Regions from separate parts of the Zea mays genome. Here regions 1 and 3 are each linked to region 2. A link is a contact called in public Hi-C data. All regions are on one chromosome and are shown on one strand. Each heading gives the region's core, a stretch centred on a gene start, on an enhancer-like site or on the middle of the called end of the contact. The rest is flanking DNA. Distances are from core to core; before and after follow the strand shown. Region 1 holds the start of LOC100192728. Region 2 holds the start of LOC100279936. Region 3 holds the start of LOC100286091.

What was found. A called contact is a pair of places that touch in the nucleus more often than the background predicts.
Region 1: a contact with region 2 is called in a Hi-C map of leaf mesophyll, with 1.8 times the contacts expected there. The contact joins the promoter of LOC100192728 here to the promoter of LOC100279936 in region 2. A contact is called at or near these places in 3 of 25 Hi-C or Micro-C datasets (ear, leaf mesophyll and tassel).
Region 3: a Hi-C map of root tip shows a contact between it and region 2, with 2.5 times the contacts expected there. The contact joins the promoter of LOC100286091 here to the promoter of LOC100279936 in region 2. A contact is called at or near these places in 10 of 25 Hi-C or Micro-C datasets (bundle sheath, ear, endosperm and 6 more).

The regions. Positions count from the first base shown.
Region 1 is chr4:204,230,514-204,234,377 of Zm-B73-REFERENCE-NAM-5.0, forward strand. LOC100192728 reads left to right here and starts at 2,344. Exons shown (of 2, transcript NM_001317180.1): 1 at 2,344-2,477; 2 at 2,749-3,864. The coding sequence starts at 2,835.
Region 2 is chr4:204,049,578-204,053,478 of Zm-B73-REFERENCE-NAM-5.0, forward strand. It overlaps LOC100279936, which reads left to right and starts at 1,731. Exons shown (of 4, transcript NM_001156717.2): 1 at 1,731-2,081; 2 at 2,946-3,103; 3 at 3,447-3,562. The coding sequence starts at 1,966.
Region 3 is chr4:204,194,292-204,198,136 of Zm-B73-REFERENCE-NAM-5.0, forward strand. It overlaps LOC100286091, which reads right to left and starts at 1,885. Exons shown (of 2, transcript NM_001158979.2): 1 at 1,707-1,885; 2 at 684-1,611. The coding sequence starts at 1,802. The coding sequence ends at 961. It overlaps LOC100286151 (caffeoyl-CoA O-methyltransferase 1), which reads right to left. Exons shown (of 2, transcript NM_001159039.2): 2 at 3,260-3,845. The coding sequence ends at 3,565. It also overlaps a transcript of LOC100279612 not described here.

The DNA.
Region 1 (3,864 bases), core at 1,094-3,593, 180 kb after region 2:
CAGTCTTTGATACATGATAAGACCTACACCATGTTCGGTGTAAAGCCGTCGGCGACGCACCTCGATCACCGTGCCAACCAGACTAAAAGTAGATTCTGAAAACTGACATCTAATTGATTGACGGTATCACTATCAAGGTATGGAAACAACTCAGATTGGGCATTAGTAGGCCAGGAAGAAAGTAGACTGAATATTAGTAGTACCATTCCGAGATCTCCTACCACCGCCGTACTGAGAAGCATATACCTGAGTACCAACATCATCTTCACCATATATGTCATCCTAGGCAGATTTGTTCTTATCTTCAGTTGTGGATGATGGTTGATGTACCCGTAAGCGTACATCACCAAGCTTTTGATTCATAAACCTGAAAAAGTTTAGTCAACCCTTTCCTTGCATACTGAGAAACTCTAGAATAATTTGTACCATCAAAACTTGATAGGCGCAATAAACCTTTATGAAAACCTCTCATCTTACCTCTAGGATGCAGTATGAAAGCAAAAGCATATTGTCGAGTACAATAATTAGGGGCACCCAGATTACCCCTAAAACGCGCTTAAAAACTCAAGGATGTCGTCGAGGTACGTTCCCCAAGGTCGAAAGGATCAAACTCCGCCTCGCCCGAGGTCCCCCTTCAGGTGCATTCCAGAACCTCCGCCTCGCCCTGGCCTGATCTCAGACATGGTGTGAGCTCGGGAGAATCTTCGCCTCGCCCGAGGCCCCCTTACCCCCGGGCAACCATGTTCGCCTCGATCGAGCCCGTCTCAGGCGATAAGGATAAGGTCTGCGGCTAGGCACGACTGAAGACCGCTAAGGACAGCCGCATTCAATGCGTGTACCTACCCACACAGGGTTGTAAGCGTACAATGACGATGAGATTATGATATTGTCAAAGATTCACTGCCATGATTACACATGTGTCACTGCACACGCACGCTGTCTACACGCCCCTGGCAGGACACGTAATACGATAGGAGCACATACCAGCCCTTGGGCGCACACTCCGTCTCGCCCGACACTGAGCTCGCCCTCGGGTACAAACTCCGCCTCGCCTGAGCCCGGCCTCGGCTGCTTGCTCCCCTGCGAATCCCGTAGGAAGCCACTCCGTCGACTATGGCACACGTCATTGAATCCTAGGGAAGGCTCGGTCATGACCTCGGGTAGACTTCCATCTCGTCCGAGCTCGGCTCTATCCTCGATATTTGTGACAGAGGATGTCCCCAACGTCACCAGATACAGTGGGACTCTCACACCTCTTAAGCAGCTTTTTTCCTATACCTAACCCTGTGTCAATCACTACGGTATGGATGACCCCTACTAGGGGGGCTCGGGAACGTGACATAACCCTCAGCTTCGACCTCGGCTCTCAACAGAAAACAAGCAGACATAAGACAATAGCACAGTACAAGACCATACTCTCTCCATGATACCAAAGACACGGAGGCGGAGAGGGAGAGTAGACCACGAACCGAGAGCGAGAGTGGACGGGTGGGGTGGAGGGACAAGGGCGAAGGGTTATGCGATGCACGCGTAGTCTGTAGTCGTGCTAGCAGTTGGAACGGACCGTGCCGTGCTAAACACGACGTGCCGATTTAGGGGGCGTTCGGTTATCTGGGAACGGTGGCTGAAAACAATTCCGAGCCATATTGCTTTTTTAATCTATGTAAGTTTTGGTCAACCTAAAAAATTCCAAGTCCATTCCGGAAGAAACGAACAGGGCCTTAGCGGGCCGAACACGGCCGACCGTGGTGGCGGATGGCCATGCACGGATCAACACGGATCAGGTCGGATTGGTACTGGTTAAAATCGTGACGGGCGTGTGGTCGAACGGACGGACATCTATACACAGGATGCTGTTGCTGTGTAGATTTTGGCATTTACCGGTTCCGTGCTCGCCACCCTCCATCGGGAATGGTGCTGCTGGTCTTGGCGCTGGCGTGGGTGGGAACTACTAGTAGCTAACCCTAGACCCTAGCCAGGACTGGGGACTCGCGATCCTACTAGCTTCACATTTTTTCCCCCCACCTTTTGATGCCACCCAACATGTATATTTTTCCTGATAATGTTTTTGGCTGCTGCTGGCCATCTCGAAGGGAGAGAAATGGGGAGAGAGAGAGACAGCGAGAGCTTGAAGTGACCATGTACTTTGCTTGACATGATTGGGCCTCCTCCCTCCTAGGACAAGAGGTCACAGTCACAGCCGCAGCCGCAGGAGGCGGAGGGAACAGGGAGGGGATAGATTACACCCATCCCATTCAATGGCTTGAGAGGGAAAGGCAGCAGGCAGCGAGCCCGTTTTTAAAAATCCAAATCCACCTCCACTGCTCCAGTCCAGGCTCTCTTGCCTCTCTCACTGCCATTCCTGTCCTTGAAGCTGAGGCATCCGGGGGAGCCAAGAACACCCGTCGCCCGCTTCCGAGATGAGGCTGGATCCTTGAAGCCCGCTGGCCGCCTTCGCCGTTCGCCGTTCGCCTCCGGTGAGTTCGAGTTCCCCCTTTGACTGGCCGGTCTCTTGAAGCTTCAGTTTCCGTTGCGTATTGCTTTTTTTTTGGTTCCTGATGAGTCTAGACTCTAGAGCAGCGTCCCATCTTCAGATTGCTTGCTGTACTCTTTCGTGCTCCACTACTAGTTTTCTGAATGATACGCGGTACATTCTTTGTTTTGTTTCTCCGATTTATTATTCTTTTTTTTGGATTCTAATAAATCTCTGCTATTTGCTTGCTTCCCCTCTCGCCCAATGTCTGATAGGGAAGGAAATGAGGTGAGCCAGGTCGCGCGGCACTTTCCAGCAAGCTTCCGAAGCCTTGTGATTCGGCTGTAGCAGGCTTCTAGCCATGGAGGACGAGCGAAAAGCTCCGAGCTTTCTCGATGCGCCGCCCAAGGATATCCCAATCGCCACCGCCAAGCCGCTCACCATCCGGACCAGCGCCGCCGCGTCCGGATGCGGCGGCTCCGACCGCTCCTGCCCCATCTTGCCGGCCATCTCCATCACGCCGCACCTCTACTCGCCGTCGCCGCCGTCGTCCGCGTTCGTGTCCGCGCTGCAGTCCCCGTACATCTCGCCCCGGGTTCTCGACCCGCCGCCTCCTCCTCCTCCTCCGCCGGAGCCGGCGCCTCAGCCGCGCCAGGAAGTCAGGACCACCGCCGGCGCCAGCGCCAGCACCACCGCGGCGCCGTCGCCGACGTCGTGCTCCAACGGCTCCCACTCGGAGGATATCGACGCGTCCCGCACGCCGCCGTCCGAGCGCTACGACTACAGCGGCGTCGACGCGGCCAAGATTTCCGACGGCAGCGGCTGCGGCGGCGGCGGCGGCGCTGGGCTCCTGCCGCCGCGCGCGTCGTTCTCGTTCCCCGTGCCGCGGGTGTCCTTCACCAGGGGCTCGGTCGCGTCGCCGTCCTCCAACGCCAAGCTCCGCAGCTGCGACGTGTACATCGGCTACCACGGCAGCGGCGGCCTCTCCAGGTTCTGCAAGTGGCTCAAGTCGGAGCTCGAGTTGCAGGGCATCGCCTCGTTCGTCGCCGACCGCGCCAAGTACTCGGATTCGCAGAGCCATGAGGTTGCCGACCGGATTATTTGCTCCGTCGCGTTTGGCGTCGTGGTGGCCACCGTGTCGAGCTTTCTCAACCCGTTCAGCCTCGAGGAGATCAGATTCTTCGCTCAGAAGAAGAACCTGGTGCCCATACTGTTCGACACCGAGCCGGCAGAGATCGCCGGGCTTTTCGATGGTAGACTGGAGGATAAGGAAGCGAAGGAGGCGTTCGAAGGGCTGATGCGGTGCCACGAATTCAAGCTCGAGGCGAACGAGAGCGATTCAAGAGGCTGTGTGTCGAGGACAGTCACACTGCTTCGGTCCAAGCTTGGGC
Region 2 (3,901 bases), core at 481-2,980:
TCATGTGTGTTGCTGCTGGAACGCTGGACTCCAGCCAGAAGCTGTTGCATCGGCAGGCAGAGAGAATCCGAGATCCCTGCCGGTTGCTTCTCATCCTGGGCCGCCGGCGCCGGGAGTAGAAATAGAATCCAGGGCGCAACAGGCGCCGGGCCCACAAGGAATCTCTGCAGATACAACCTTCCGTGCAAATTTGGAGTCTGAGGCCCTGTTTGGGAATAAAGTTTTTAAAACTACAGTTTTTGAAATACTATACTATACTTTAGTTATGACAATACCGTAGTTTATAATACCGCAGTTTTGAAAACTGAGGTCCAGAGCTAAGTTTAGAATGCCTTAAAACAACTATAGTATTTGCAATACTTCAGTTTTGAAAACAGAGACTTTACCCAGCTTGCCAAACACCATTATGTATATAATACTGCAGTATTTGAGAATACTGCAGTATTCTTCCAAAACTGCAGAAAAACTTTGTTCCCAAACACCCCCTGAGACTGCAACATCAACAGCAGCTCGAGCAACCCAACCCAACCCAACCCATGTAGCTGTTGTGTTCATCCTGCCAAGCGCACAATAATAATAATAATAATAATAATAATAATAATAATAATAATAATAATAATAATAATAATAATAATAATAATAATAATAAGAAAAGAAATAATCATTTGTGTCAAAGTCACGTGACAATGGCTTGTTAACCCCTGCGAGCGGCTGGATTCTCTCTCTGCAGCAGCGACATTTGCTTAGCGTGCATGCAATCCAAGGCACAATCAATCATGGCGCATTTTCTTCCCCGCAAAAATAAATAATTTTTTATTTTTGGCGCCGAGATACTTTGCGTCCGGACCGATCTGTGCGTATCTCAGCTCAGCAGCCAGCAATGATCGTGCTCTTGATTCTTTTCCCTCCATCTTTCTTAATGCCCCCACTTGGTCGCACGGCCGGGCGGGCCTCTGCGATGCCATGTGTTGTTTATTTGTTTGTTCGAGAAGAAGCTAGAGTGCTGTGATGTATGTGGCGGGCCTCAAAATGGAATTCAGGAACAGGAGAAGGAAAAAATAAAAACTGGACAGGTAGTGAAGCAAAGCAGAGGTGAGAGACGACGATTTTCCGGCCTGGTGTCAAAAGAGAACAGATCTTCCAGTTTTTTTTCAAAAAAAAAAAGGAAAAAGCTTTCGGTTTTCAATGAAAAAAAAGGGGAAAATCAGAGGACTCCATGCACAAAGACACTACTACTATTGGCCGTTCGCGTAGTGACTAGTGACCCACTAAGTCTAACGGCACCTTGGAGGTAGTGATTGGGCGTCATTTTCTGCTGCTCCTGTTGCCGGATCATGCGTATGCACCAGACCAATATAGATTATAGATCCATGAAGAAACGATCATTGCAACAATGATTCTGAAAATCTTTGCATCCATCTCTGAAAAAAAAGCAGCAGTGCCTGGAGTGGAGTGGAGTGGAGTGGAAGGGATAGCCAACTATCTGTATATATCGCTCAAATTGAATTTTTAGTCGTATAATTAACCACCCATCAGCGTTCCACTCGCGTAGAAGTAACAGCGCTCGCAGCTCGGTCCGGGTACGTCGCCAATGCCGTTGCGTGGCGGATTCACTCTCTCTCTCCCCCCGGCCCCCTCCTCCGCCCATCCAACCACCATATAACAACCTAGTAGCCGCCAACGCCACACCACCAGTAGTCCTACTGGTCCTTGACGTCCGTGGCCACTCAGGTTGTGTTCTCTGAGTTCTTTCGCCGGGGCCGGGGCGGAAGCGGAGTGCGCGGTCGAGGAAGGCCTAGGCCTTAGCGGTCGGATCGATCGGCGCCGTGCTTGACTGCCTGTACATGAGGAGCGGCTGCGGCGGCGGCGGAGGGAGACAACCTGGGGAAGGAGGCGGGGGAGGCGCTGGGGCTGCTGGGCTGCGTCAATGAGGTGGTGGCGGCGGTGGCAGCCACGTGGGGGCCCATGACCGACGGCGCGCGCGTCGAGACGGCGCCCAGGCTCGCCCAATGGCGCGTCGACCCGCTCCCCTGCTACACCTACCGCAAGTCACTCCCCTTCCTCATCGGCCTCTGGAACTGGTCCGTCCCTGATTGCTCCCCTCCCTCTCTCCATCTCTGCAGATTATTAGTAGTAGTATTAGTAACTTCCTGTTCAGAAAGTCTCTACTTTGCTACTTGATTCTCATGCCGGGCAGGGTGAAAAAACTTCGACTTTGGTAGTAGTGATTTGTTACAAGTGCTCCTGGTTTGTTTGTGTGTGAATGAACCATGTGCTTCTGAATCCTGGATGGATGTTGTTTCATCAGTTTGAGGTTTGTGGAGGTAGTTTGCTCAAGTTCATGTATCGCTAGTTAGTCTCGGTTGTTGTTTCTTTTTTTTCCTTTTCATTTCAGATATTAATTCTGTTTTGATGCGTGGTAGCTGTACTGTACTGAACTTCCATCAGAATATGGTTCTTTGTCCGAGGTTGCGGGAAAAAAAAGAAATTTGGCAGTACAGCGTCATGTCTGAATTTTGATCCCTTTGGCAACCAGTGTAATACATTCTGGTTTGCTACCTACTTCACTAATTTTGGTTGTATCCTCCTATGTAGCTAAATTTATAATTTCAACCTAAACTATATCTAGCTTCTCGTTAGTTATAGGTGGATACCTTTCCTCACCAAACTATATATGTAGTCAGGATTTTCTCTCAACCAAATTTGGTGTGTGAGGAGGGAAACGTGAATGCTTTGCTTTGAAACAAAGATGTTTCAGACAAAGCTTCACTTTCTTGAACCTTCACACCTTCACTTCTGATATTTTGTCCCCCCTGCTATTACCAAGAAAAATCTCATTGACGCAATTGAAACCATCAGCAGTTCTTTTTAGCATCAGTGCAAGAGAGAACTGATGTCATGTTGCCATGGGCTAACCTAAGTTTTTTTTTTTCTGAAATGTGAAGGTGCATATCTGTGGAGAGAAATAACAAGCAAACCTGTGTTAAGCTCTTTGCAGAGAATACAAGTTCTCTCAAGAACGGTTCCTCAGCCCCAATAGCTTCCTTTATCGCCAAACTTATTGTATCTCTTCCACCTAATCAGCAGACCATAGTCCACCCAGGTAAGTTACTTCTACTAATTAACTTGTTCGACAAAAAAAATTGTCTTCTACGAAAAACTACTGTCTTCTTGTAATCTCAACGAACATTATTTTGGCAAGTACAGAAAATGGGGACATGTTTGAATTCTCGGTGTGTACGTTAGACATCATGAAAAATGAAAGGAAACCTGTAGTTTATTTGATCTGGCTACAAGAATACATGCAGAATTTTAGTAGTAAAAATTAGGTTACGAAACAAAATGTTATAGCTCTGAATATATGAATGACCCGTAGGCACAGAGCAAGTCTGCAAGTGGGAGTGAACGACTAATTTCTATCTAACAGGTGGTTTACACGTATGCAGGAATTTTTGACAAACAGCTGAAATACGACGGTTTTGTGTGGACAATCGATAGCACCGTCACTGGGAGGTTTGTGATTGAGATAGAGTTTCTTGACCTGAAGGTCGCTGATCCGTCTGTAAGCACTGTCTCTCTGTCTTGTTGTGTTTTTTTTGTCAATGGTTGGTACAACAACAATTAGTGAGTAGTAGGGTACGTGGATTACTGCCCTTGATGACTCACCTGGAAATAATATGCATGTACAGAAACCTTGTCCACCTTCTTTCTTGCGTTGAAATAAACAACCCACTGCCACGGTCTGTTGTTGTCGTCGTCACTCGTCAGTTGATGTCGAAACGACACTTGGAGATGTTTGTTTGATCATGTCAACCGTGCTTCAATCTGTTCACCAGCAAATCTCACTCAATGTATCATGAGTGACACTGCTGCGAACCAACAATTAAAAGAAAAGGACAAA
Region 3 (3,845 bases), core at 635-3,134, 140 kb after region 2:
CAACTTTTGAGAACCGTTCACATTTACACGCTGGCAGAAGGTTGACGAGGTCATTCTGGTGCCTACGACTGCCTAGCTTGAGGAATTACTCAAATTTTTGGTGGACTTATTCTAGTGTTCGTTTACTAGTACTAGTAGAAGCTCTTAGGGGAGGCTGGTTCTAGTGCAGGTGGTTTTGATCGATGGGATGTTAGCGGCTGGGCGATGACACGCACGCGTCCGACTGACGTCGTCTCGGCACACCATGCTTGCACGCTGCATCACCATCCGGATCGGAGCAGGCAGCAGAGGTTAGTGTCAGGAAGGAGGAGTAGGTTATATTATCATCTCGGGCCCCGATCGAGTGAGTGGCACGTAATGCGCTACTACTATTATGTTTATGTTATCCTCCTGAGGTGGTCTCTCTGAGGATATGCATGCATGTCTCCATGGGTAGGGTACGGGCGACGACGACTGTGATTCTTTGCTTCCACCTCCTGCCCTCCGTGCCGGGCTGGCGGACGAGACGACAACGACACGCCCGCCATCCCGACCGACCGAGGAGGCTTATCTCCCCGCAGACTACAGTGCAAGCCCATCCCTTCCCCTACCCGACGACGCGCCAATCATGGCCTCGCCGCCGGCCGCCACTCTCCGTCACTCATGGATCGACACCTAACCGCCTCGGTCACTCATGGATGATCGACACCTAATATAACCGCCTCGGTCCATGCATGGACGACGCTGTCGTCGTCAATTTTAGTTACAGCTGCACGCATGATGTTGCATTGCATTCCAGTTGTTGCAGTACATCGCCGGATGTTCAACTCAACACACACAGTGCAAGTACAAAAAAAAAAAGAACAAGAACCATGCATTATTAATTGACGACGGCAGCGGACAGCGGCGGGCAGGCAGTTGAAAGATGACAGAGACGACGAGCGAATGATATATGATCTTGGTCGTCGGATCATCATCACATCAGACGACGCGGCGGCAGATGGTGACGCCGTCGGCGATGGCGAGCTGGCAGACCTCGACGCGGGGATCCTGAGAAAGCCGGACGTTGAGTTCCCTGATGGCGGCGGAGAACCTGCGGTCGAGGTCGCTGAGCGGCGCGTCGGGGGGAAGCGCCACAGTACCGGCCCACAGCGTGTTGTCGTACACGACGGTACCCCCGACGCGCACCAGGCGGAGCAGCTGCTCGTGGTACCGGACGTAGTTAGGCTTGTCGGCGTCGACGAAGGCGAAGTCGAAGGCGCCGTGGTTGGCCGGGTCGGCGAGGAGCTCGTCCAGCTGCTCCAGCGCCGGGCCCTCCCGGAAGTCCACCTTGCCCGCCACCCCGGCGCGCTCGATGAAGGGGCGGCCGATGTCGTAGTACTCGCGGCTCACGTCGAATGCGATGACCTTGCCGTCGGCGGGCAGCGCCAGAGCCGTCGCCAGCAGCGAGTAGCCCGTGAACACGCCCACCTCCAGCGTCCGCCGCGCGCCGCTCAGCTTGATCAGCATCCGCAGCAGCGACGCCTCGTCCGGGGACGACTGCATGAACCCCCACTCGTGCTTGTCGGTCACCAGCCGCAGCTCACGCATGCTCTCCGGCTCGTGCGGCAGCACCGACGTGTCCAGCACGTACTGTTGTTGTTCATCCCACAAATTAACGACGAGATTAGATTAGATTAGATTAGCGGCAGGCAGGCAGGCATATGCATGCATGAATACGGACGGACCTTGTAGAGGGCCTCGCTCTTGAGCAGCGTCTTGTTGCTGCTGTCGATGCCGCTGTGGACCTGCGCGATGGTGGTGTCGTCGCCGCCGGCAGCCATGGTCGATCTGTTCGTCTCGGTGCGGGTGCGGTGCAAGGTGGTGGTGCTAGCTGTGGCTCGCGGCGCTGCTTGTGGCTTCGTTCGTTCGGCCATCTGCTGCTGCTGTATTTAAATATGACGAGCAGAGGGTAGGTGACAGCGGCACTAGCGTTTGCTTGATTGCTCTTTTATTTATTTTTTTTCGTTTTTAATAAAGCAAAGCAAACTGCCGTAGACTTTACGCGCCGGAGGCACTCACCAACTTAACCCCCCTGGGACGGAAAATTGAGTTGGATTCCATGGAGCCCGTTGATGCCTGAATAACTGAACCTGCCCTGAACCTTCCGCCAACGGAACGGAACGGAACGGAACGGAACGCCACCTGCCGCGTCGGGGCCCGTCGTCGTGCGCTGGTTTGGTTGGGTTGGGTTGGGCGCACGACTTCATAATATAATTTCACCAATCGCATGTTAGTCGTTTGCTGTCTGCCACCGGCCGGGCGGTGATGGATGATGGCTGACGACACGTCTGGAGCTCGCGTTAGTTTTTTTTTTCTTTTCTTTTCTCCTGGGTTCAACTACTACATGGCGAACCACCGTCCCGTCGTGGGTGGGTGTGTACAGTCTGTACATACGGCGATATCTGTCACAGGGAACCATATTATAACGAATATTGTACCACCGTTTGTGAACTTGTAGCACGTTGTTAGTTTCATATATTATAACCTTTGGTTCCCTTAGTCACCCTTCTATATTTTAGTTTCACTTGTCTTTTTAATTTCTTGCGATTTTGCTTCTTCCCAAGCTCTCTCTGTTCACTTGTGTTGTTAGCTTCTTTATGCATGGAGGAGTACAAGAAAGTAAGTGGTTTCGACAATGCCTAAAAAAATTTGGGACACATTGAAGATAGCTCGCGAGGAGATTATGAGACACTAAATTACTCTAGGAGATTATGAATGTAATGCTTTGTAATCCTTTCATTTTTGAAGAAATTGGAAATTTACTTAATAGAGTAGGTTATTTAGTTTGATATATGTCAATCCTAAATTTATAGGACGATGGGCGAAAATTGATTTTATGTATCAATAGGTTATGATTCTACTGCGCAACTCATAACACGCTTCCCGACTCGCTTCTCTATAGTAAAAATATAGCATATAAACAACTCCCACATAAGACCAACACCATTATACAAATAATTTTTGTATAAAAAAAATATTAGCTTAATTGATTTATGCCTAAATTAGGTTATTAGAATGAAATTCAATTCCAAGAATCCAAACGGAACCCTAAAGACTTTTTCTCTAAAACTATGGCTTGTCTTTCAACAAACTTTGCAAATTATAAGCATGAGCACAATACTTTTAAGACGAGGGTGTATACATACAACTCAAAGTAGGATCTTACAAACATAGACACTTTAGGGCTTTTCGGTTAGCTCTTAATCCGTGTGAATTGAGTGGGACTGGATCGGTTTGAATCCCAAATAAGTCAAAATTCTTCTTAATTTTTTCCAATCTCATTCAATTCATGTGTATTGTGAATAACCAAACAAGGCCTTAATGTGGTGTAGTTGTTCCAAACCAGGGAACATAAATGAACACAGGATCTGTCGACCTGACGCTCCCAACTCCAAAAGTGAAAAAAGAAAACAGAACGAAGGAAAGGAAAACAGATCTTTATTGAAAGCATCATGCAACAACAAACGGATCGGATGGAGAACTGGTCGACGGAACATCCACACGCGAGCCATGCATGCATGCCCTGGGCACGCACTGACTCCATCAGACGAGGCGGCGGCAAATGGTGACGCCGTCGGCGATGGCGAGCTGACAGACCTCAACGCGCTCGTCCGCGGAGAGGCGAACGTTGAGGTCCCTGATGGCGGCCGAGAACCTCCTGTCGATGTCCGACATGGGCGTCTCCGGTGGCATGGCCACGGTCCCGCACCAGAGCGTGTTGTCGTACACGATGGTGCCGCCGACGCGCACCAGGCGGAGCAGCTGCTCGTGGTAATTGACGTAGTTGGGCTTGTCGGCGTCGACGAAGGCGAAGTCGAAGGCGC